Linked DNA regions of Mus musculus: all the other regions are linked to region 2. Evidence: chromatin contacts called from public HiChIP or PLAC-seq, Micro-C and promoter capture Hi-C data. All regions are on one chromosome and are shown on one strand. Each heading gives the region's core, a stretch centred on a gene start, on an enhancer-like site or on the middle of the called end of the contact. The rest is flanking DNA. Distances are from core to core; before and after follow the strand shown.

Region 1 (3,785 bases), core at 543-3,042, 340 kb before region 2:
ATGTTGTATTTATTGAAAGACTGTTCTGGTCTTTCTGTTAGTGAGCTGGAGTGTAGCTCTGTGGAATGTATACCTAATTTGTAGGGCAAATGAAAAGCTGCTTTAAAAGTTCTGTGATGCAGACAGATGTGTAGGTATTGGGCAGACTAGCCAGCAGGTGGGGGCTTCTGGTCAGTTTGTACCTCACTAGCAGGTGACCTCTGTCCTGTCCCTGTCATCCTACAGAGCAGCAAGCGAGTGGGCAAGGTGCTGCACGTGTCCTTGCAGAGCCTTCTGCACAAGGAAGAAAGCCTGGGGCCCAAGAGGCCGAGAGTCGGGTTCCTGGGGTGATTTCTCTCCACTGCACGTTGGTTGCCTCACTTTTCATTGACACTGGTTTGTATATATTTCTCTTAATTGTCAAAATTTAATTCCACATTTGTAAATGTAAAAATAAAGTCTATTTTTTTTGGTCCATTGGTGTTGTTAGCATCTCCAGCTTTATACCAAGACACCATCCTGCTTAGCAGTCTGCTGCCAGGATGGAATTGAAGTGAGTCGGGAGCTGCCTGCTTTAAAGTACGAGAGAATGACAGCAAACACTGAAGTAAAGACCCTGCAGGAGCTAGACATGGTAGCATAGACTGAATACTTGCACTGGGGAGGGTTCAAGCTGAGACAATTTAACAAGACCCAGTCTCCAATCAGACTCCTCGGAGAAAGTGCTTTAAAGAAATAGCCTCCGGCAATAAGTTTGGTTTTTTTTGTTTGGTTGGTTTTTTGGGTTTTTTTTTTTTTATTTTTGGTGTTTGGTTTTTCAAGACAGGGTTTCTCTGTGTAGCCCTGGCTGTCCTGGAACTTACTCTGTAGACCGGGCTGGCCTTGAACTCAGAAATCTGCCTGCCTCTGCCTCCCAAGTGCTGGGATTAAAGGCGTGCGCCACCACTGCCTGGCTCCTGCAGTAAGTATTTTGTGAATTATTTTTTTCTTTATAAAACTTTTGCACTAAAAATCACAGTGCCAGGTTTGGTGACACAAACTTTTAATCCCAAGACCAGCAAGGCAGAAGTAAGTAGATTACTATGAGTGTGGGGCTAGCCTACTCTGCATAGTGAATTCCAGGCTAGCTAAGTGAGACCTACATAGTGAAACCGTGTCACAAAAATTAATCAATCATCAATCAATTCAAACCACTCCCACCCACCGTGTACTTGGTGCTTCTGAGGGTCAGGAATAAGGAAGCCATGGCCACAGAGGAGGGCCCAGGCCTCCTGCCTGTACCTGCCAGGTAACCTTACCAGGTCCTGCCAGCCAAGAGACCCAGAAGATCCTTCCTTGGGTCAGGGGCTTAGTGGACACTTGGGTCCCTCCCCATCCTATCCTACCTTTCTTAGATTTTTCTGCTTTTGTTTTGAGTCAGAGTCTTATGTAGCCCAGTGATGCCTTTGAACTCCAAGTCTTCCTGCTCGGGATTAGGTTGCAGGCATGTTCTGGCATATCAGACTCCAGTCTTGTTTTCAAATTCCTTTGTGTTTTATAACCCCGCCCTGATGTTTCATAAGATGGCCGTGTTGTATCAGCACTATAAAGGCTGCTTAAGGACTATTGTCATTTGACTTACTAGCCAGCTTTAGTTGTCTGGGGACAGTAAGGAAGATAGTCTACTCACAGTGCAGCATGGTGGAATTCAGGCTTCGTGCATACAGGAGTATTTGTGTGTTTTCCAGGAGAGCTAAAGCTCCTAAATCAGTCTTACTGGGCCCTTGGGAGGGAGCTGACTCATGGAGAACATTTCAGCCAGAGGTATTTGCATTCTGCATTGAGTCAGCCAAATAGGGCGAGGTGTTAGGAACTTATCATCTAATGGAAAGAGCAGTGTGGGCTGCAGCCCTCGTGCATTAATTTCAGAGGCCCAGGCATGGGCCCTCCCTCGTGTGACCAGGTCCATCCATCCCTGCAAAGAAGTAGCTGGATTTGTGTGTCCCTGGGAAGCTGCTTACCTACTGATAGCATAGCTGGGCTGTTGTGTTTTCCCAGTGCATGCCACAACAGATGCCATGTTACCCAACAAGGCAGGAGACAGGCTTTATCCTCTGCCCTGTGCCCATTGTGTACCCACGAGGAGTGATTAGCGGTGGTGGTGCAGAGAGGTGCCTCAAATGTGAATGAGGTGCACAAGCCTCGGTTCCAAGGACCGCTTCCACTCGATCACTTTGTCTGTGTAGGACAGTGACCACTTTTAGTGCTTTTGTATGTGCCCATGGGTAGTAAAAATGAATGTTGAGGTTACCACAGCAGTACTATGGGCACAAGCCTGGGACAGGGCACCCGGATTCATATGCCACCCCCCTGTTCACCTCTCATCTTCCTCTGGCTCTTTGGGAAAATTGGTGAGAGAGGAAAACTCCAGTTTGTAGGTAAGTTGGTTCTGTACGTTGGGACAGCAGTGAGGGAGCCAGGGTCATAGAACACTTGGTGGCTTGTTTTTCATGAAGGGAGAAGGATATATAGCTAGTAGAAACTTGTTTGGGTCACTACCCAAAGTTCTCCAGAGAGAAGGGGTATGCTCTGAAAGCTAAGAATATGGCATGCCCTAAGATCCTGCAGAAGAGGGACCTTCTGCAGAAAGTAAGTAGTCTGTCACCAGCTACTCTCTTCCCGAGGGCCTTTGCAGACTCAGAGTGTAGGCTGTGGATCAGGCCCCAGCAACACCTTTGATGCTTGTGTGATGGTTTTTAATCTGCATTATCCCCCAAACAGCGCTGGGCCCACACCTGCCAAAGCCCAAGACAATGTGTGGGAGAGGAGTTTGAGTTTAGACATCCTGGAGGCCGGAAGCAACAGGAGCACTAATCATGTAGGCAGAGAACTAAGTTCAACACCCCTCTGCTTTTCTGGAAGAGGTGGGCATACAGCACTGCCCTTGTTCCCTTAACCTTGCAGGCTATCCACTAACTCTCCCACAGGTGACTCCTGTGTGTCCCTTGAGAAGATGGCACATGGGACAAGTGATGAGTCTATGGAATAGGAGTGTATCCAGAAGACACCTGCTAGGTGTCTCCAGATCTGGATCATGGGAATCCTGCTTCACTTTCTATCCTCAAGTATTGTGAGCCCCATGAGACCAGGCTGGGAGCTTGGCCTCCCAAGACCTACCCAACACAGGCACCAGGACACAGACAGGGCCAGAGTCACATACTTGAACAGATGGCCAGGGTCAAAAGCTATTTGTGTTTGGTTTTGAGTACGGGTGGGATCACCCTTGCTTTCATGTTAGAAATCTGTATTCTGGATGCTCTGGCCTTTGAAGGGTGTGGGAAGACAGCCTCAGGCTAGGCCACGCTGCTGCTGACACAGGGCCAGAAGGGCTGGGGCTGAAAGGAAACATCTGTGAGGGGTTGTGTGAGGGCCAGCTGCATGCAGAGCCAGAATTTCACATGTTTAAGCAGATCTAGGTGGGGTGCCCAGATCTTGTTTTGTCCAGTTTTGACTTTAAATGTTTTCAAAGCGGTGGAGGAAAACAGAAAAATAAACTGCATTGTGCCTTGACCCTCTTCCCAGTTTTCCACCTCTGCTTCTACACTTAGCACAATAAGATAGCCTTGAGGGTGGAGGGCTTAGCACACATTTCCTTAGGGAAATATTAATCTAGTGTGTCTGTCCTGGCTGAAACCCAGCCCTCCCTGCTTTCTTCTGACACATGATGGGGACAGTACCACAGATGTGTAGTTGGAGGGGGGGGAGGGGGTAAAAGTGATAGGGCTCCAGGTGGCCTGTCAGAATCCACTGTGGCCGGCTGCACTGGT
Region 2 (4,043 bases), core at 102-2,601:
CGTCTTCCCATCCCACAGATGCCGTAAAACACAAATCTGGGGTTAGTAGTTTGGGGCTGGAGCCTGGAACTCTTCATTTTCAACAAATATCCTGAACCTTCAGAGTCTACAGGACAGTGAACCATTTTTGTGTTTATAGAATATAAGAATATAAGCACTTCCATATATATTATCTTGTTTGTTCCTCGTCACAGTTTAGAGAGATTTGCCAAGACACATATGTTCAACCAAACCCTGCGCATATACAGGTGTAATGAAGTGGATAACTGATTAGCTGTCAACCAAAAAGGGGCATGCAGACAAATAAACAGCTGGAGCTGACCCTCCATACCTAGAGCTCCACATCTGAACAAGGGCAAGATACTCAGGAAAAGAAAAGGTGTTTATGTTAAACACATACAGATTTCATTTTCTTGTCATGATTCCTGAAAGACAACAAAACAAAACCAAACAAAACTGCTGAGAACTATTTGCATAACATTTACATCTATTAGGTAGTATGAGCAGAGACCTGGAAACATTTAAACTAGATGGGAGAAAGCCTGCAGGTCAGTGACTTCAGTATCCCTGGATTTAAATAGTGTTCAAACCAAGCAGGAAACAAAGGGGTTGTGGGTGGGGGTAACTTTACGGGGAGGTGATTTTAGCTGGGAAGGAAAGAAGAGACACCAGAAGCTGATCAGCAGGCTCTCGGCAGGCACTAGGAAGTTCCATCCACCGGGAGTTCAGGCAGGGAAGGTCCCAAATCAGAGGGAGGGTAGGCGGGGCAGTCAGGCCTGTTTGTAGAAGTGAAGGCGGGATTTCAAAATAAGTCCGGAGTAAGCCTTGAGGGTTCAAGTTCAAGAGTGACAGGCCTGGGATTGGTTTTAGATCACGCTGGCGGCTGTGTGGGAAACGTAAACTATCCCCAGTCACCTCATAGGAGCTATGTGTGTTATCTAGAGCCATGGCAACCTGGAGTGGTGAGAACTGCTTGGGGTTCAAGAAACCCAGTAAGGACGACAAGCCTCTCTGGGCACACTTAGGACGTCCAACACAGATGCTCTCATTCGAGGGGACCCGAGGGAAGCCTGGCGCACCCTTGACTCTCCAGCAGCGGCGGGAAACTGAACAGTCCGCGGCAAAAGTACTGCGGGAATTGCAACTCTCTCCCGGTGCCCAGAGAGGGACGCCAAAACTCGGCGTGCGCATCACTGGCCTGCAGGGGGCGCCCCGCCCCGCCCCGCTCCCGCCCCGCCCTCCGAGCCTCCGCCCCGCCCCGCCCCGCCCCGCCCCGCCCTCCGAGCCTCCGCCCCGCCCCGCCCCGCCCCGCCCTCCGAGCCTCCGCCCGCGCCCCTGCGCGGCCCGGGGCGGGCGCAGCCGGCCAGCGAGCTCCCGGGACTGACGACCCGCGCGCTCACTTCCGCGTCCCGCCGCCGGCCGCCGCCATCGGACAATGGGCCGCGCGCCGCGGCTGCAGTGAGCTCTGCTGGATCCGGCCACCGGCCCCAGGCCAGGGGCTGCCCGGTGTGTTTGCAAGTTCGATTGTTCGACGTGGATGTGAGTTTACTTTTTTTCTGTGGACGTTCTCTGTCTTCTTTCGCCTGTTTTGGGTTTTGTGACTTGGAGAAGAGAACTTTTCTAAGCAGGCCGGGCACGGCTGAAGGCTGCTCTGCCCCCACGTGGACGCTCCCCGGGGGAAAAGAAGTCTGAAAGTAAACTTAGCCCCGCTGGCCTGAAGGCCTCAACTCTGGCTGGACTGTGAGTTTTGGAGTCATGACCTTCTTGCTGGGCAGGTGGGAATCTTTATCTGCCTTAGGCTGGACCTGAAACCTCGGCCAGCACCCAAATCTCCCCCACCACATTCACACCTTGAACCAGGGCTAGGCCCCGGACACTGATCTACAACATGGATAAATACGATGATCTGGGCCTTGAGGCCAGTAAGTTCATCGAGGACCTGAACATGTATGAGGCCTCCAAGGATGGGCTCTTCCGGGTGGACAAGGGTGCTGGCAACAACCCAGAATTTGAGGAAACTCGAAGGGTGTTCGCGACCAAGATGGCCAAAATCCACCTCCAGCAGCAGCAACAGCAGCAGCTCCTACAGGAGGAGGCCCTACCTAGGGCAGGCAGAAGCCCGGTCAACGGTGGGAACCGTCAGGGTGCGAGCGGCAAGCTGGCTGCAGATGGGGCCGCTAAGCCTCCTCTGGCTGTGCCAACAGTGGCACCTGGATTAGCTACTACCACTGCGGCCGCGCAGCCCTCGTACCCATCTCAGGAGCAGAGGATCAGGCCATCTGCCCATGGTGCAAGGCCTGGCAGTCAGAACTGTGGTTCCAGGGAGGGGCCTGTGAGTTCCCAGAGACCTGCTTTACACGGCCTGAGTCCCTCCTGTGAAGACCCTTCCTGCCTCACTCACGGAGACTATTATGACAATTTCTCTTTGGCAAGCCCACAGTGGGGTGATAAACCTGAAGGGTGCCCCAGCGTGAGTCTGGGTGTAGGAAGTGGATGGCCTGGTTGCCCAGGGAATGACTCCACATTGCCCAAATCCTGTGGAGACCATCACCCTTACCAGCCACAGCTCTCCACAGTGTGCTCTGGCAGGTCTTTTGAAAGTGGCATCAGTGGCCAGGACGGTGGCATTGGTGGCCATAGCAGCGAGAAGCCAACAGGCCTTTGGTCCACTGCCTCCTCTCAGCGAGTGAACCTCGGTTTTTCTTCCATGGGCTTGGAGAATGGGACCTCCGCTCAACCCAAGGGCACAACTGTTTCAGCACCGATGGTCCCTAGCAGCGCCAGCCAAGGAGCTTGTCCGAAAAGAGATTCAGGTCTGGGATATGAGGCTTCAGGCAGGGTCTTCAAACCCCTTGTGGACACTCAGCCTTGGCTGCAGGATGGGCCCAAGTCTTACCTCTCAGTTTCTGCTCCATTATCCTCGACAGCTGGCAAGGACAGTACCCAGCCAGGTATGACCACCGGGCTGGATCCTAAGTTTGGATGCGTGGAGTCTGGCACTAGTCCCAAGCCCAGCCCCACCAGTAACGTCCATCCGGTAATGTCCACTCCATCTGAGTTATCTTGTAAAGAGAGTTCTCCCAGCTGGTCCACTGACAGTAGTCTGGAACCTGTGCTCCCAGGGAGTCCCACCCCCTCCAGGGTGAGATTGCCCTGCCAGACCCTCGCACCGGGCCCTGAGCTTGGACCCTCCACTGCGGAATTGAAGTTGGAAGCCCTCACCCAGCGTCTGGAGCGAGAGATGGATGCTCACCCCAAAGCGGACTACTTCGGTAAGTAAGATGCTTTGGAGTTGCCTGTGGTGGAGCGATGGTGTCCCCACCAGGATGCTATTATTTCTCCTTCCTCTTTCAGCTACTTCTGCTCCTTTAGAAACTTGAAAGCAGCTGCGGGCAGAAAGCAGCCTTTTGCATATGGGAGTTACCCATGTGAGCAGAGTGAAGCAGGGTGGGATTGCTCATAACTGCCCTCAAAAAAGGGAAATGAAGCTGGGAGGTGGTGATGCTCGCCTGTAATTCCGACACTTGGGAGGCAGACGCAGGAGGATCTCTGAGTTCGAGGCCAGCCTGGTCTATTATAGCTAGAGTTCCAGAACAGCCAGGGCTACACAGAGAAATCCTGCTTTGACCAAACCAAACCAAACCAAATCAACAAACAAAACAAAACAAAACAAAAAAGAGGGAAATTCTGTGAGTTTGTGTTTCAAGGGTTTGAGGTACCACCTCAAGCTTCTTGCAGTGACTGGCTTGAGCTGACCAAATTTGTGGTTGTTCTACATGGTATAAATGTGTGGGATGTGTGGCTTTTGTTTCTTGTCTTCTGTTCATATGGTGGTTCTGCAGGTAGCCATGGACCAGCATCATATCTTTGCCTAGATGCTGGTTACAAAAGGAAATCATTAGCCCCTCCCTGGATCTGCTGCAGCAGGAGCTCAGGGTAAGATCGGAGAAGGAGAGAGACTTCTGCAGGATCACGATAACAACTGGGCCAGGTGCCTCTTGACTCAGTCCACACCCAGCACCAGCCAGCAGCAGGCGATACCC
Region 3 (3,658 bases), core at 537-3,036, 370 kb before region 2:
GGTGCTGGGGAGGGAACCTAGGGCCTTTGCACATGCTACTGTTCTGCCACTAACACACTTTTAAAGATATGCCCAAAGACTTTTTCCCAGGAAAATGGCTCATAGTAGTTAAACTCAAGTCAAACTTTCTTCCAGTATCTTTTCTGACTTTTCAATCTTCACCCTACCCCACCCCCACCCCACTATATATTCAAATGGTCTCTCTTTCCAGTCATCTCTAGCACGAGATACCCTACTAGCAGGAGTCCCTTGCTATTTCACCAGTTCCTCACACAGAATCTAGTTGTTCAACCAGAGATGGTGTCTAGGTGCTATATCAAGTGTGGCATCTGTTCCTCCAAAAAAGGAAGAAAGCCGTCTGGCTCCACCTTTTCCAGTTACCCTAGAGGGCAAAGTCCAACCCTACAGGAAGCCGTCTCAGGAGCACCTGTAGTAAGTATTATGTATGGACGCAGGAAATTCATATCCAGTCTATCAAGAAGAGGCTATCATTTGAGGGCTCAGCAGCTAACAGTTCAGTACCTAGGAATATAGCCAGGCACTTCCTGTTACTGTTGAAATCTCAGCGTAGTCAGTAATCCACTATGACAACTCTAATCACCATGCTCTGTGGCTATGCTCACAAGAGCCTTCCCTTCTACCCTGGAGGACTCTGGTTAGTGTTCTGTTTACTTACTTAGTTAGCACAAGAGAAAAAAAGCCTTTTTTCGACGAGTGGGGGCAGTGTCTTTGAGACAGGATCTCACTATGTGGCTCAGGCTGTCCTTGAACTCACAGTGTAGAACAGGCTGACCTCGAATTCAGAGATCCGCCTAGCTCTGTCTCCCAAACGCTGGGATTAAAGGCAAAGGGTGGCCAGCACCTTTTATTTCTTGATGATTAAGCTGAAGGGTTACTTTTGTTTAAAATAGAACACCAGGTAAGTCTCTACCAAGTCTCCCCTCATTTTCTCAGAGAGACCCTTTAAAACTTAGTTCATATCCCCTCTCTTCCTTAAAGGGCCCCTCACTATGACCCCAGCTTCACCTTGCAGGCATCCTTTCTGGATAACCTAGGTCCCATATCCTCCCAGGGTCGGTTTTCTTTCATGAAGTTATCCATCTTCCCCGGAGATCCCTTCCATCCAGGCATCCCGAAGTGCAAGACACTCTCCCTACTCTCTTTGGGACAATACTCCAGCAACCGCACGGGGCAAGGGTAACTTGCAAAGCTCTGGGCCATTATCTGATGATGGGCAGTAGGGGAGGAAAGGATGAGGGAAGACAGGACAGAGATCGATCCCTGGAATGGAAGGAGGGGTGAGAAAATTGAGAAGCTGGCGCCCCATTCCTGGTGCAGACCCTTCCCGACCAGTGACCTAATGAGGGATCCATGGTCTCTTTCCTTCAGCCATCCTAGGGACCAACTAGGAGGGGGTTGAGGAGATGGTCCCTCATGGGCAGCACGACTTCCGCCTTCCTGAAGTGTCTCACGTGCGCGCGCTCGGCTACTTCGACTCCGGCCCGAGCGCTCGGGTTGCGCGCTTCCCATCCAGTCCCGGCTGGGGCCCCGCGCCTCCCTCCTTCTGGGGCTTCCCCACTGCACTGACCGTCAATCTGGAGGCAGCTAGCAGTCCCGCGCCGCCTGCTGCTGCCCCGGGGCCCAGCCGCCAGCGTCCGCGATGGCACGGGCACCCGGCGCCACGGCTTGCCGGACTCGGCCTCACACGGGGCGGTGCGAAGGAGAAGCCCATGGAGCTCCAGGCGGTGGCGGCAGCCGCGGCTGCGGGAGCGGCCACCGCGCGGGCTGATGACGCGCAGGCGCGGTGGGGAGAGGCGCGAGCTGATGACACGCCAGCGCGCGCGGTGAGCTGAGCAGCATGGCGTCGGTGGCGCTAAGCGAGGCCGAGAAGGTCTACATCGTTCATGGAGTGCAGGTAGCGGTGGCGGCCGCGAGTGCAGGCCATATTGCGCAGGGAGGAGGTGCGGGGCGGCCACGTGGTCAGGACGGACGCCCGAGGCTTAGTGCTGCAGCGAGTGTGCGTCCTGTATGCCTAGATGTCCACAGCTCTCGGGATGGAGGAGATTCCTAGCTCATCAGGGAGCGGCGGGCGGGCAGTTCCCGAGGCTGCAGTTTAATGAAGGAATGTCCTTGTGGCCTCTGCACGACCTGAGAGTGCAGTGCCCGAGATCCTGTAATCAGAATAGCGGCACGTGAATGGACTCTGGTGACTTTGCACACAGAGGCCGTGTATCCGAGGGGGAAAAGGACTTTAAAATTCTGACAGCAAACACCACACGCCACACACCCCCTAAAAACAGGAAAGAAGGAAATGCATCGGTAATAGAGTGCGTGCTTAGCATGCTCCAGACCTTGGTGGCTGGCACCTGTAATCCCAGCAGCTGGGAAGTGGAGACAAGAGAATCAGGAGTTTAAGGCCAGACTGAGCTATAAAGACCCAATCTTAAGAGAAATCACGCTGACATATACACACACATGTCTTACAAATAGAGAAAAATAGGGAGTGTTTTTCTTTCTGGCGGTGCTGGAGGTTGAACCTCTTGGCCTTGTGCATGCTAGGCAGGCATTCTATCATGGAACCGCATTCTCAACCCTTTTGTTTTTTTGCTTTTTTTTTTTGAGGAGGAGAGCTTTATATCCAAGGCTGGTGTGTAACTCCTATCAGTCCTGCCTTGGCAGAAGGCATGCCTTTTCACCACCCGCTGAGAAGAATTTTTCAAAGCAGACTGGTAGTCTATGGTGTAATTGTTGATTTACCTGTTTTACTTGTGGGGCGCTTAGATCTTTGGGTAGCTACAATGACTACCGCGATCTGGGCTCAGTCCTGCTTTTGAACGTTCAAGAGAAGTGAAGAATGTTTCCTGGCAACCATAATCTAGTATTCTACAAGCCTTGTCCCTACAGTTGATCTTGTGATGTAGTCATCATAGTAAGGTGACCTGTTACCATTTAAACTACATAATGCAAGTGAAAGCATGTTCTTTTCTAAATCATATGACATACTGTTATTTTCTACTTCATATAGAGTAAGGAATGCCAAAATTCAGTCATTAGGTTTCATATTAAACTTGAGTAATAAAAATCCAAACCCACAACTCATTAGCTTTTTAGTTCAAGATCAGGTTTAGTAATAGTGGGGTATATGCACAGTGGGTTGTATGGGAATGTTAAAGTAGTCAATCCTAGGGGTGGGGCTTCCCTTTTAGTTTTTAATTTTTTTTTTTTTGCCAGAAGTGTGACTCTGTCATTCCATATCCCTAGTCTTCATGGTGACATATTAAGTGCTGATGAGTTTTTAATTTTTTTTTTTTTTTGCCAGAAGTGTGACTCTGTCATTCCATATCCCTAGTCTTCATGGTGACACATTAAGTGCTGATGAGTTTTTAATTTTTTTTTGTTTTTTTTGCCAGAAGTGTGACTCTGTCATTCCATATCCCTAGTCTTCATGGTGACACATTAAGTGCTGATGAGATTTAAATTCTACAGGTTCAGGAAATCTTAAATGACCTGAAGAAAAAGTGGGTTCATTGCAAAAATTGGAAATCTTCCATCCAGAGCTTTATAATACTTTCTCTCATAAGAACCATAATGATTGGTGACTCTCTGGTGAATCATCTTCTTTTCTTCACCAAACTGTATCCTTTCTCAGTGGTCTCTT
Region 4 (4,111 bases), core at 283-2,782, 460 kb before region 2:
CTTGAGTCTCAACTTCCTTATCTGCAAATTGGAGTGGTTTATACCACATAGGACTAATTGGGATAATCTATTCTTTTTATTTAAAATTTAATTTTATGTATTAATGTGTATCTGTGTTCAGGTGTATATATATGTACATGAGGATAGGTGCCTTTGGAGGCCAGAAAATAGTGGAACCCCTGGAGGTATGAGGTTGGGAGGCACTTGTGGGAAGGTTGCAAGCTGCCTAACTGCTAAGCAATCTCTCCAAACCCCAGTAATCCATCCTTTTATTTCATCCACAAAACCACCCGCATGAGAAGCAAGGTAGCATGTAAGAATGTCCATGAAAAAGCTCTTTAACAGGGAATAAAGTGTTTCTTCCAAGCCCCATACATTAAATATTATTTGTATTTTATATATCAACAAAACAAGTTTTGCTGTGTAGCCCTGGCTATGTAGAGCTATTTAGAGCAGGCTGTTCTCGGACTCACAGAGATCCACTTGCCTCTGCTTCCTCATGTGTACCAACCACCACACTTAGCTCACGTTATACACTTCTACAGCTCTCCTTTAAGGAAATGTATCCCTAACATATATCCATACACACTGCCATTGACTGAATTCAGGATTTTTCATGTATTATGGAAGCACTGAGCTATAACCCCAACTCTCCTTTATTACAAAAACAAAAACTTTTTGAGAGTCTCAAAAAGTCCTTGGCTTGCTTAGTACCTCTCTGTTGGTCAGGCTGGCCTCAAACTCAGTAATTCTACCTCAGCTTCAGAAGTGCTAGGATTACGGGTGTGTGCCACCATGCCTGGCTGCCAGCCCTCTCAAGTGAGACAATGTCTCCCTAAGTTGCTCAGGATGACCATTAACTGCCTCAGCATCCTAAGCATCTGGAATTACCGACAGTAGATGACATTTTACGGTTTGTTTGGGTTTTTTTTTTTTTTGGTTGTTTTTTCAATTTTTTTGTCGTTCTCAATTACTTTACACGAACTTAGAAGTGACTGTGCTTCTGATGGTCCAGGCAGAACAAACGTTTTCCCAAACAACGTTCTGTCTCAAGCGGCCGGTCTCCAGATCCATCATCTCCTGCGTCCACGAGGGAGCAGAGGTGCTTTGAAGGTGCAGCTTGGCTTCAGGATTAGCATGTTAGGTGCGCATCCATGTAAAGTGGCAGACCTCCCCGTCTTCTCAGAAGCAGGTTCCCCTTGACTGCAGGGCTCTTTCAGAAACAAGGTTACTTCCGCCGCAGGTTCTCCTCGGAGATAAACTCCCCTCCTCCCCAAGTTCACGTCAGCAGATTCCTCTCTCACAGTAGGTACCTCTCGGTAGCACGCTTCCTTCAGTGGCGCACGGTCCTCGCTACCGGATTCCCATCCCCCAGGTTCGCCGGAGCCGCAGGCTCTCCTTAGTCGCGGGTTTGCACACGCTGCAGGGTATGGGCTCCAGATTCCTTTCATTTGTAGGCTCGGCTCGGCTCGGCTCCGGACTCCACTGCAGCAGATTCGCCTCACTCGCCTGGCTCCGCCCTAGCCGGGCTCACGGCGGGTGGCGGCGTGCGTGGCAGTCGGCCGTGGCGGGCGCAGCGGGCCTCATGGCGGCCGGTCCGCAGTCCTCGGGTGCCGCCGTGTCTGCGGCCGCTTACCCTGACTCACCCGTGGAGTTACCCGCTCGCCTACAGAAAGGCGCGATGCGGCGCCGCTTCTGGGGCGTGTTCAACTGTCTGTGCGCCGGGGCGTTCGGGGCTCTGGCCGCCGCCGCCGCCAAGCTGGCCTTCGGGAGCCAGGTGCAGCCCGGGGCGCCACGCGGGGGCGGGGCGGGGGGAGGGCGGGGCGGGGGGAGGGCGGGGCGGGGGGAGGGCGGGGCGGGGGAGGGCGGGGCGGGGCGGGGAGGAGGGCGGCTTAACCTGGGTTCCCGCCTGCGCCCATGTTGGACCACCTGGTTTTAGGCACTGCCTCCTGGGGGAGGACCTCGAAGCCCACCTCTCAGTTTAAGTCCCCTTGCCATAGCTTTTTTAGCACGTGACACCTAAGGTGAGATAACCGGTTGCCCATCTCTTCCTGTCCTTGGCAAGAGTTCGGACTGAGCGCCTGCGGAGCTTCTGCATCAGAGAATTCGATCCTGACCTGAACAGGGGACTGCTTGATATAGATTTCTGGCGACTTACAGTCCTTTTGTAAAGTCATATCTTTCCAGAAGGCTACTCAGCTACAAGAAATTTGAGGTCTTCGTGGAAGATAACCCTGCCCCCTGTCTGCAGGCAAATTCCTCTGCCTATCAGTCAGGGTCCGCATATGCTTTGTATGAGACGTGTAAACATCTCCCAGTCTTTCAAGGTTATGCCCATGGTGGTTGTAGCTCAGTGACACTTTCTCCTGCAGGTCAATATTGGCTTATGTGTCTTAGGCATCGTTGCCATGGCAAGCGCCAATTCTCTGATGTGGACCTTCTTTAGCCGGGGCCTCAGTTTCTCTATGTCTTCAGCCATTGCATCTGTCACAGTGACTTTCTCGAACATACTTTGCTCGGTGAGTAGCCTGGTGACCTTGTTCTTAGGGTTCTTGGTGAGTTAGTTGTCCTTGGGAAACCCCTGATTTTCCAGGCTCTAGAAAGGACAGGGAGTAAAACAAAAGTTGGGCTGTCTCCAGGCAAGGAACAGTTAAACATGGAAAACTTAGGAGTGAAACCTATGTCACTCTGGGATAACACCAGCTATCTCAATCAAGAACTCTAACATTAGCTATGGGGTCTAGGGGGTCTGGTCAAGGGAACCCAGTCTTGAATTGGAAGACAGCTTAACTTGGGTTTATGATTACTGGGTACTAGCTATGTCCGTACTGGCCCTACCTGCTAGCCTGCTGAGCCTCAGTGCTCAGCTGGGGTGGTAACCTCTTACGTCCACAGAGGAGACAGAAATACGTGGATTGATCATGAAGGTGGTTGCTGGATGCAAAGCACCAGACTTTGGCCTCTAGCCCCTCAGGAAGAAATCAGCCAAGGAATGGTGGAGCCTACCAGGGTAGGCCAGGTCCCTTACAGCTGTCTCTTCCACAGGCCATCTTAGGCTACCTGCTGTATGGAGAGTGCCAGGAGATCTTATGGTGGGGAGGGGTGTTCCTCATCCTCTGTGGGCTCACCCTGATCCACAGGAAGTTTCCACCCACCTGGAAGGAGAGCAAGGAGCAGTGAGGCCAGTCGGTGGATAGACCAGACCCACTGTAAAGAGAACCATGATACCCAGCCAAGGGTTGACAAGTTGGGCTGCTTCCAGGGCGGCCTGGGAGTGCAGCCCTTAAGTGTCAGCCACATGGAGATGGTGGACCAGCCACTGGCCTCTGACCTCCTCACAGCCTGGAAAGTTAAAGCATTAGCTCCTGTAAGGGGAAGCTAACCACCACAGTATGAGGCCCAAGTCCTTCAGTGTTGGTATAGTGCCTTGATTCTTGTGCACCAGGGAATATTGGAAGACTCTGTGATCATGGGTTACACAGCAACATGGCAGGTACCTGAAAAAAACAAAAAACATGTGATTAGAATCCTGCCCTTCATGTACCCCAGCACTGGCAGTTGGCTTTCTGAAAAAACAAACAAACAAACAACAAAAAAAAAACAACTTGATGTGTCATGCCTCAGGTGGTCCGTGATGCCTATGAATCCACAGCAAAAGAAGGGAACGTGGGCTAATAAACACTTGTAAGCTAAAGCTACTGGATATGGAATTTGAGGGTTTTTTTCCAACGTGGAGGTAAGGGCCTGCACCCAGGTAGGTGAGTTCTCAGAATTGGGGTAGTGGGGTAGTGAGTACAAATGGAGATTTTCTCCATATTCATCTGGACAGGTGACAGGAAGAGCTTGCCGACACAGATCCACTGCTTCTGCTAACTGCGACCAAACCTCTCACACTCCTACAGTAGTTCCTCTCTTCATATCTCCTCTGTCCCTACATACTTGAATCCCCGCCAAACAGCTAGCATGGGAAGGTTTGCAGGTCCGTAAGGTCCGGTTCCGCTGTGTGCTTCTGTGCTGTGTGCTTCTGTGTTTGCCCTCCCCTCTGCCCCGCACTCTCTTACTTGCCCCGCTCCTGGCAACAGTCTCTGCTCCTAGGTCTAAACTCCTTTAA
Region 5 (3,992 bases), core at 190-2,689, 260 kb before region 2:
AGTATGAGCCACCATGCCCAGTTTATAAAGTGCTGGGAATTGAACCCAGGGCTTTGTACTTGCTAGGCAGACACTCTACAACCGGGACTACATACTTTGTCCCTTAAATGGATTGAAAACTCACTCCTAAGAAAGTGGTGGCCCACATCTGTAATGAATTCCAGGAGTATGGAGTGGGAGCATGAAACTCAGTAGTTTTAAGGCCAGCTTGGGAGACACCGGGAGACCCAGAAAAACAGAAACCAAACCCTAGCTAGCAACAACAAAATATATACCACAGTGTGTCTGTGTGTGTAGTTTAAAAGGAGGTCTTAAGTCTTCCTGTTTACTATGCAGTTATATATCACCTAATGTTGGAAAAAGAAACCAGGAAGTTTTCCTGCGGCTTACGCCCAAGTCTAACCACACCGTTTTAATTTTATTCTTTAATTTATGCTAATTTATCTACCTGTCCAACACAAACAAACACCCCCTTAGTTGTTGATATTACAGACCCCAACTATGACTTGGACCGTACTATTTTTTAAAACATAAAAACCTGTGCGAGTCTGAGAAAGAGCCTCACATCAAGTTCTTACTTGAAGAAAGCTAGTTTTATTCGCGGTATTCTACTCCTAGGGCCCACAAATCCTATTCTTTCCTGGAGCGATCTCCGAGATCAGAGCAGCCTCTACTCCCAATCCAAACTACTCGAAATTCACAGGCTCCACGGAATTACACTCCAACCTTCCACCAGGGAAGAGGTGGGGCACCTGTGGGGTCTCTGCAGCTAGATGCCCGCTGCTGCCTGGTGACTGTCCGCTTGAAGCTGTCCTTAGGCCTCAGGATGAGCGGGCGCGCACGCACGGACAGCTAAAATGGTACCTCAGCGGGAAGTCAAACCACCCTCTTCTTGCACTCACTTCTCTGGCCCAGGTGTGGAGTGGGCCCGAAGAAGAAAGCTCTCCCACGTCCCAATCGAGTATCCCTAAGAGTCTCAGCAAAGTACCCATGGCACAATGTGCTGCCTGGAGAACGTCCTCCTAAGGCTTGTTCCGCGCGCTTATTTGTTCCTAGGCCAGGGAAGCTCACCCAGGTCCAGGACTCTCCCACGTGCCTGAGCGCTGGGGCGAGTCGTCCCGGGGACCTCGCCCCACCATCTAGGACTGTGCTACCAGGTCCGGATCGTGTAACCCCTGAACACGCGCCACCTCCAGGCACCTCCCTGGCCGGCCACAGGTTGCTCTTACCTGTCCCGCGCAGCAGGCGTGCTGTGCCCAGCAGCAGGGCCCCCAGCAGTGCGACTGAGAACCCGCAGGCCGAGTGGGCCATGACTCGGGGGGCGCCTCGGTCTCCCTAGGGCACGACTGTGGCCTGTGTCTGCGAGTGGCCTCGGTGGCGCCTAGGCACCGAAACGCAGCTGCGCCCCGCCCTGCCCCGCCGCTCACCTGCGCGCAGGACCCCGCCCCGCCCGCTCAGCAAGAGCGAGGGTGACCCACGCTTCCTCTGTGGCCTCCTCCTCTTCCTGCCTCAGCTCAGGTACTACCCTCCCTTGCCCGGTGGCCTTGAGGCAAATTTGTCCCCGCCTTCCCGGGCTTCAGTTCCTTTCTCAAAGTCCAAAAGACTTTGTTGCCAGCCAGCTCCTTCTCCTTCCGCTGTTCAGGTGTGCTGGTTGAGGTTCCTGTTGGTCACTGATCCCCAACCTTTTGGCTTTCTCTGTTGCTGGACAGGGGCCTAGGCCTGCTCCAGCTTCTCCCCTGCAGTGTCCAGAGTTCACCAGCTCTTCCCAGTGTCAGACAAGATAAGCTTTCCTATTTGGGCAACGAGCCCAAAGATGCCAAAGCAGGGCAAAGTTAGGACAGATGTGAAGGCACGGGGTGGGTTCTGCCAAGTTGCTGGGTTGTTCTTTATTGAAGTAAGGGTTTCACAGATGCTGGACGAGGGTGCTAGAACGAGACACTTCAGAAACCCTGCGTTGATTGTGGGAAGAGTAGATTGAATGGGTGCATGAGACTGGAAAGGCTCAAGAGAAGAAACCCAAGCAGGTGCACAAGGCCCTTAGCTGGGTTGTGAGTAGGGGAGTGGGCACAGTGCTACTGAGTTGGGCAGTGGGTGTGAGCGTGAAGGATTCTGATCAGAAGCTGGTCTGTCCTGCAGCCAATCTCTTCTCAGATATAGCTAGGTTACCTAGTTCTGGTTTAAGAGGTCTTGTGGAGTCTTCTATCCTCTAGGCCAGAGGTTCTCAACCTTTCTAATAATGCAACCCTTTAATACAGTTCCTCATGTTGTGATGACCCCCCTACCATGAAATTATTCATTGATACTTCATAACTATAATTTTGCTTATATTATGAATCTTAATGTACATATCTTTGTTTTCTGATGGTTTTAGGCAATCCCTGTGCAAATGTTATTTGACCTCCAAAGAGGTTGCAACCCACAGGTTGAAAACCACTGCTCTAGGCCATCCCATGTCCTGAATCACAGGCAGTGATGGTAGATGGTCTGGGACCTCGTGGATGGCAAGCCAGATTTCAGCCCAAAGGATTCAGTGGCCCTATGCATTTACTGTGCCCATGGCCAAGGTCACTCAGACCTTTCCAGGAATCTATGACAGAAACAGAAGCCCATGCCCCAGTATCAGTCAGAGTGTGGCCCCAATTTCTCTTTAGCTTCTGGAAAATCTGAGCTAATACTCAACGGAGATGAAAAGTCACTTCTCCAGAGCTTCATCCCTTTCTTCTCAGTTTCCAAAGAAGAAAGAAGCAAACACTCTCCAGTTCTGAGCAGCCTGAGGCAAGACCTTAACACAGCTCCATCTACAGAAGGGCCTATAAACTGGAGGTTGGGGAGATGGGGTCTCAGACTTCCGGCTCTAAGTGCACTTACCTCACTGGCAATTCTTGGATTGCTGCTGAACTAATAGAAAGAATTCTTTTTATTATTAGGGTTTTTTTTTTCCAGTTTTGTTTTGAGTCAGTGTCTCTCAATGAAGCTCTAGCTGGCTGGGAACTCACTTTGTAGACCAGGCTGGTCTCAACTCAACAGAGATTTGCTTGTCTACCTTCTAAATGCTAGGCTTAAAGGTGTACACTACCATGTCCAGCAAGAAAGAGAAATCTTGATGAAAAAGCTAAACTTTTTAAAAATGCTTATGGCTGAGCATGGTGGGCACACACCTTTAGTCCTACCACTTGTGGGGCAGAAACAGGCAGATCTCTGAGTTTGAGGTAAATCTGGTCTACAGAGCAAGTGCCAGGACAGTCAATACTACACAGAGAAGCCCTGTCTCGAAAAACCAAAATAAATAAATAAATAAATAAATAAATAAATAAATAAAGGTTACTGTGACCAAACTATGAAACATCTTTTCCCTATTGTTAAGGCCTAGGTAAAATTTTAAGGCCTAGATGGAATATTAAGGCCTAGGTAACTGTTACCTGCTTAGCCTGCCATTTTGTGCTGTTAACTAACATTATAAGGAAAAATTCTCATATGTTGCTTCTGCTGTTACTAGGAAACTTTCTCATGCCCAAGTTGACTACATATTTTGTTATGTTCTGTGCCCTTGGAACCCAAGATGATAGAAGTCAGTAGAACTGCTTTGTGTAGTCACCCACAATAAGCTTGGACCTGAACCAACCACTCAGCAGCACTTCCTGCACCTGTGTATAAGCTTTCATGGTATTTGCTTTTATAGGCTGCCCCTGGGATAGACCCCAACATAGGAGAGACACCTGCACCAATATAAGAAACTATTTGGAATAAGACTTCCATTTTGAGTAGGGGTTGAGTAAAGTTTAAGTTCCCAAGACCTCCCTCTCCCTGGGAACTGACATCTCTATTTAGCAGAAAGAGACATGTACGTGGGTAACTGACATCCTGGTTGGCAAATTAAGACATGAGTGTTAGATAAGTCCCATCCTGGTTGACAAGTTAAAACATGAATGTTAGACAAGGCAAGACCCCCATCATAGTAGAATACCTCAACCAATGGGAGCAGGATAAATGTA
Region 6 (4,198 bases), core at 1,520-4,019, 290 kb before region 2:
CGATTTGCAATACTGAAGCCTGAGACGTTCCTGCGGTGGAACCAGGGCAGGTGTAAGGCCATTTTCACACCCTCTTGCATCTTGATCCGGGACACGGTGCCATTACTGCAGAAGGTCCCAATTCTGACCTCAGTGGCATCTATATGGCCACTGATGGAGTGAGTCACCCCGTCTGCACAGCTCTCGCCTGGTCCAATCTGCCTCAGTCGAGGGGTTGCGAACTGCAGCTCCAAGCCAATGCTCTTATGAGCTCTAACATCCCAGATGAAGGTTCTGTTGAGGATGGGTAGCTCTGATGTGGATGGCTGAAGATGAACCTCCCCAAAAGGACACGGGCCTGACATGCAGTCTGTAACATAGACACAAAAACAAGTTTTTGATCAGGGATACTGCAAGGCTCATTCTGCTCTTCCTCTTCAGCCCCTAAAGTAGGCTCTTTGGGATTGTGCCCAGGTGCTGTAACCACCCCTGACTGCTGGCCTTTAGTGCCTTGGCTGGGGAGTTATTTTGGATGAGAGAAGCCTAAGGCTTGGCCATGTTCTCATTCTGGGCTGCATACTCAGACTGAGACGGTCTGGCTCCACTGCCTCATGTGGTACAACCTGGGGCTGACAGTGTATCACTGCAGTCCTGGAACATTCTATGTCTCACCCAGGAGAGGCTGGGCTTTAGCAGAAACGATTATCCCATGCTCAATTTCCTCTGCCCCCTCTTTCACTTCCCTCTGGCTGGGCTGCTGCTTGGGGGGTGGGGGTGGGGGGCATTCCCTTGTGGTAGTTAATCTAAACTGTCAACCTGACAGAGTCTGGTATCACCATAGAAACAAATTTCTGGGCACATCTATAAGAGATTTTTCTAGATTAGATTAGTTAAGAGGGGGAAGACCCACCTTGACCGTGGGATGGGGTCTTGAACTGAATACAAAGCAGAAAATGAGCTGAGCACCAGCTCATCTTTCTCTGCTTCCTGACTAGAGATACAATATAAGTAGATGCCTCCTGCTCCTGGTGTTTCTTCACTATGATGGACAGGATTCCTTGGAACTCTGATCCAAGTAAAACCCTTCCTTCTTTATGTTGCCTTTGTAGAGGATTTTGACATAGCAATGAGATAAGTAATAATATGGACGCACACTCGCGCACACACACAAATCCACCTTTGTACTGAAGACACCAAACACTGTTTCCCAGACTCAGTGCTTGGTATCTGACCTTCTAAGGGAGCTACAGGGAGCCTGCACCTTGGAGTAACTTCCTTCCTGTATTTGGAAATTAATTTCATGGGTTTGAGGGCGTGCTGCCAGGCTTCACCTTTTAAGCTTCCTTTTCCTTCTACATCTCATTAACATACTGGGCATAATCACCTGATTCCCAAAGCAGTGAGCTCCCTGCTCTGAGGCTCTCTTGATTCCATTAACCCTGCAGAGAAATCATCTTAAAGCTAATAACTAATTACATCCTTTGATACGGTGTGTTTCCTAAGCCTTTTAAAAGGACAGGACTGTTACTACTAAGGAGGATTCAGGGAAGACTGAAATAAAAGAAAGCAGGCAAAGTCACTTCGGGTTTTTGTGTCGTACGTAGAGGACAGGAAGGTACAGTGGCCTTTGGTGGTGCAATAAGAACTTGTAGGTCCTTGTGCTCAACTTGGGTATTGGAAAGTGCCATTGATGGGGTTCAGGAAAACGCTTATTTTATGAGCACGAAGACCTGAGTTCAAATCACCCCCATAAAAAGGTGGACATGGGATCTGGGCAGTGGTGGCCCACACCTTTAATCCCAGCATTTGGGAGGCAGAGGCAGGTGGATCTTTGAGTTCTTTCTACAGAGTGAGTTCCAGGACAGCCAGGGCTACACAGGGCTACACAGGGCTTCTTGAAAAACCGAGAAGGAAAAAAATATGCAAAACTAGGCATGGCAGTGCATTCCTGTAACCACAGCATTGAGGGACAGAGGGAAAAATGGACCTAAGCTTCTAAAAGCCAGTGAGAGATCTTATCTCAAGGCAATAAGATCAATAAAGGAAGACACCCAGTGTTTGGTTCTGGCCTCTGCATGTACATGCATGGGTCTGGGTCTGTGTATGTACACATTCATGTGTATACACACACACACACACACACACACACATACACACACACACATGGTTTTCGAGACAGCGTTTCTCTGTGTAGCCCTGGCTGTCCTGGATCTCAGGCTGGCCTCGAACTCAGAAATCTACCTGCCTCTGCCTCCCTAGTGCTGGGATTAAAGGCATGTGCCACCATTGCCTGGCATATATACACCTCTTACACACACTCAAAACCTGGGTGGGACAATGCATGCCTGTAGTCACAGAGCTGGCTTGATGGCCAGTCAACCTAGCTATTTAGTGAGTCCCAGGTTTGGATAGATATACCATCTCAAAAACTACAGTGGACAACAGTAGAGGAAGACAGACACTGGACATCCACCTCTGGCTTTCACATGTATGGGCATGGATGTGCATGTACACACACACACACACACACACACACACACACACACACACACACACTCAACTCTGAATTGAATTAGGAGAAATCAAGAGCAGCCTAAGACCTCTGAGATCATCTACATCAAACCTCTCATTATTGCAAAGCAACCCTAGAGTTCACTTGGCCACTTGTAGATGCAGCTGACTCAGCACTGAAGCTGGGCTGTCTGTGGTCAGCTTGCATTCATGTCAGGGTGCTGCATGGCCAATCCAACAAAATAGGGTCAGATAAAGTGGTGATTAATGTGGCTAAAGTTAGACTTGTGTGTCAGTGAAGACCGTAACTATTTTAGGACCTCATACAAATGTCATTGTGTGTATGGGACAGCTCTTAGCTTGTCACGCGCGCGTGCATGTGTGTGTGTGTGTGTGTGTGTGTGTGTGTGTGTGTGTGTGTGTGTGTTGCTGGGCATGCAGAAGCAAGAGGAGAACTAAAAAGAATTGATTCTACCTTTCACCATGTGGGTTCCAGGAATCAAACTCAGGCTATCGGGTGTGGCAGTAAGTGCCTTTACCCACTGAGCCAGCTTGCTGGTCATCCTCTTATTTTCCACAGTCCACTGTGGGATCTTCGTCCCTACCAAGGCAGAGCTCCTGAGATCTGGTGCCTTAGACTTATCCATAGCTTGGGCTACTCAACAGTTTCTGGTTTGACTCTATACCAACAACTCAGTCAAGAACCTAGTCTCCAGCCTCAGCTTTGTTACTACACTCAACACTGGAAGAGTTGCAGGGAAGTGCCACTGTCCTTTGTCACTAAAAGCTTTAGTTTTTAGGATGAACGCAGAGATGGAAGTGGTTCATTGACAGGCATGGCTATAAATCTGCATTCTGCCCTGTGCAAAAAACTTAAGTATGTCAGACACTTCCTTTCCAGAGAAGGATGTGTCACTCAGAAGTGATTCAGAGCTCATTTCCCCAGCAGAACTCTACTTTCATACATTTTCATGGAACTGCTGCAAATTGAGAACTAATGTCAAACTCCATTCAAGGCTTCCAGATGTCTGTTGGGAAAGGCAACCAGGGCCAGGCATACCACTGGATCCAACCCCAGGTCTATATCTATTATTTTTAGAACCGATACTTTCTTAACACCTTCACATGCTGGAAGCATGCTTTTTTTACTATCCATAAAGGGATTCAGGCATCCTAGTGCTGAAGGACCAAAATGGCTCCTTGGTGACCTCTTTCAAAATTAAAGTCATTTTATGGGTGTATTTGGTTACAAAATAACACACGCTTTTAAAATGGCAACAACAAAAAGGGCAGAGATGAACAGGAGGAGGGCCCAGGGCACCACACTCACCTCCTTGACCTTCTTCTAATTCTCTGACTTCCATTCCCTGTGGTTTGAGCATTTGTATCCCTTCTAAGATCCACAGGTGAAAACCTAATTCCCAGCATGGCAACATTAGATGATGCTTCTTGGGGTAATTAAGTCACAAGGTGGATGGCATTGGTGCTTTTACAGAGAGGTTCAAGTTGAAGGGATATCACCTCTTGTGCCTTAACCCTGAACTCCTAGCCTCTAGGACTGTGAGGAGAATACACATCTGATCTTTGTAAATTACCCAGCTTCAGGAACTATGTTATAGCAGCAAAAAATGTTCTATGGTGAGACCCTTGTTTTTTTAGATCTTTCAAGCACGTGAACTAGAGCCTTATAGACCTATAGATCTGTAGT

What was found. Promoter capture Hi-C pulls out the DNA fragments that hold promoters and counts their contacts. Hi-C and Micro-C count contacts between places; a contact is called where the count stands out from the background. HiChIP or PLAC-seq counts read pairs in DNA pulled down with a chosen protein or histone mark.
Region 1: a FOXA1 HiChIP or PLAC-seq map of pancreatic cancer cells shows a contact between it and region 2. The contact joins the enhancer-like site here to the promoter of Limd1 in region 2. A contact is called at or near these places in 4 of 39 promoter capture datasets (the HPC-7 cell line, cranial neural crest and embryonic stem cells), 2 of 15 datasets of contacts at CTCF or cohesin (both in the NIH/3T3 cell line), 1 of 484 Hi-C or Micro-C datasets (extraembryonic endoderm stem cells) and 8 of 115 datasets of contacts at active chromatin or transcription factors (PVALB interneurons, the SCID.adh cell line, bone marrow-derived dendritic cells and 5 more).
Region 3: a contact with region 2 is called in a promoter capture Hi-C map of liver, with 4 times the contacts expected there. The contact joins the promoter of Zdhhc3 here to the promoter of Limd1 in region 2. A contact is called at or near these places in 16 of 39 promoter capture datasets (3T3-L1-derived adipocytes, the C10 cell line, the HPC-7 cell line and 9 more), 1 of 15 datasets of contacts at CTCF or cohesin (the NIH/3T3 cell line), 2 of 484 Hi-C or Micro-C datasets (bone marrow-derived macrophages and extraembryonic endoderm stem cells), 20 of 115 datasets of contacts at active chromatin or transcription factors (the 230-238 cell line, PVALB interneurons, the SCID.adh cell line and 15 more) and 2 of 9 other capture datasets (adipose tissue and macrophages).
Region 4: a Micro-C map of embryonic stem cells shows a contact between it and region 2, with 15 times the contacts expected there. The contact joins the promoter of Tmem42 here to the promoter of Limd1 in region 2. A contact is called at or near these places in 7 of 39 promoter capture datasets (the C10 cell line, cranial neural crest, embryonic stem cells and 4 more), 7 of 484 Hi-C or Micro-C datasets (LSK cells, Sertoli cells, embryonic stem cells and 2 more), 3 of 115 datasets of contacts at active chromatin or transcription factors (astrocytes, embryonic stem cells and memory CD8 T cells) and 3 of 9 other capture datasets (adipose tissue, liver and pancreatic islet).
Region 5: a contact with region 2 is called in an H3K4me3 HiChIP or PLAC-seq map of embryonic stem cells, with 17 read pairs. The contact joins the promoter of Cdcp1 here to the promoter of Limd1 in region 2. A contact is called at or near these places in 6 of 39 promoter capture datasets (cranial neural crest, embryonic stem cells, liver and 1 more), 3 of 115 datasets of contacts at active chromatin or transcription factors (embryonic stem cells, pancreatic cancer cells and stem cell-derived neural progenitor cells) and 1 of 9 other capture datasets (adipose tissue).
Region 6: an H3K4me3 HiChIP or PLAC-seq map of bone marrow-derived macrophages shows a contact between it and region 2, with 2.4 times the contacts expected there. The contact joins the enhancer-like site here to the promoter of Limd1 in region 2. A contact is called at or near these places in 5 of 115 datasets of contacts at active chromatin or transcription factors (bone marrow-derived dendritic cells, bone marrow-derived macrophages, embryonic basal ganglia and 2 more) and 2 of 9 other capture datasets (adipose tissue and pancreatic islet).

What each region holds. Positions count from the first base shown.
Region 1 is chr9:123,135,674-123,139,458 of GRCm38.p6, forward strand. It overlaps Exosc7 (exosome component 7), which reads left to right. Exons shown (of 8, transcript NM_001081188.1): 8 at 226-456. The coding sequence ends at 330. Among named protein-coding and RNA genes, the nearest start is that of Clec3b, 13 kb to the right of the region's middle. Within about 2 kb of position 1,793, at least 79 of the 459 cell types and tissues checked have an H3K27ac peak or open chromatin away from gene starts, as enhancers often do. A contact at or near this core is called in the NIH/3T3 cell line, pancreatic cancer cells and trophoblast stem cells, where this site is marked.
Region 2 is chr9:123,477,350-123,481,392 of GRCm38.p6, forward strand. Limd1 (LIM domains containing 1) reads left to right here and starts at 1,352. Exons shown (of 8, transcript NM_013860.2): 1 at 1,352-3,272. The coding sequence starts at 1,889.
Region 3 is chr9:123,111,408-123,115,065 of GRCm38.p6, forward strand. It overlaps Zdhhc3 (zinc finger, DHHC domain containing 3), which reads right to left and starts at 1,787. Exons shown (of 7, transcript NM_001372538.1): 1 at 1,589-1,787. Exosc7 (exosome component 7) reads left to right here and starts at 1,824. Exons shown (of 8, transcript NM_001081188.1): 1 at 1,824-1,915. The coding sequence starts at 1,859.
Region 4 is chr9:123,019,794-123,023,904 of GRCm38.p6, forward strand. It overlaps Tmem42 (transmembrane protein 42), which reads left to right and starts at 1,533. Exons shown (of 3, transcript NM_025339.4): 1 at 1,533-1,777; 2 at 2,373-2,519; 3 at 3,046-3,698. The coding sequence starts at 1,586. The coding sequence ends at 3,180.
Region 5 is chr9:123,214,599-123,218,590 of GRCm38.p6, forward strand. Cdcp1 (CUB domain containing protein 1) reads right to left here and starts at 1,440. Exons shown (of 9, transcript NM_133974.3): 1 at 1,230-1,440. The coding sequence starts at 1,311.
Region 6 is chr9:123,185,067-123,189,264 of GRCm38.p6, forward strand. Cdcp1 (CUB domain containing protein 1) reads right to left here. Exons shown (of 9, transcript NM_133974.3): 3 at 1-349. Among named protein-coding and RNA genes, the nearest start is that of Gm23323, 25 kb to the left of the region's middle. Within about 2 kb of position 2,770, at least 37 of the 459 cell types and tissues checked have an H3K27ac peak or open chromatin away from gene starts, as enhancers often do. A contact at or near this core is called in bone marrow-derived macrophages, where this site is marked.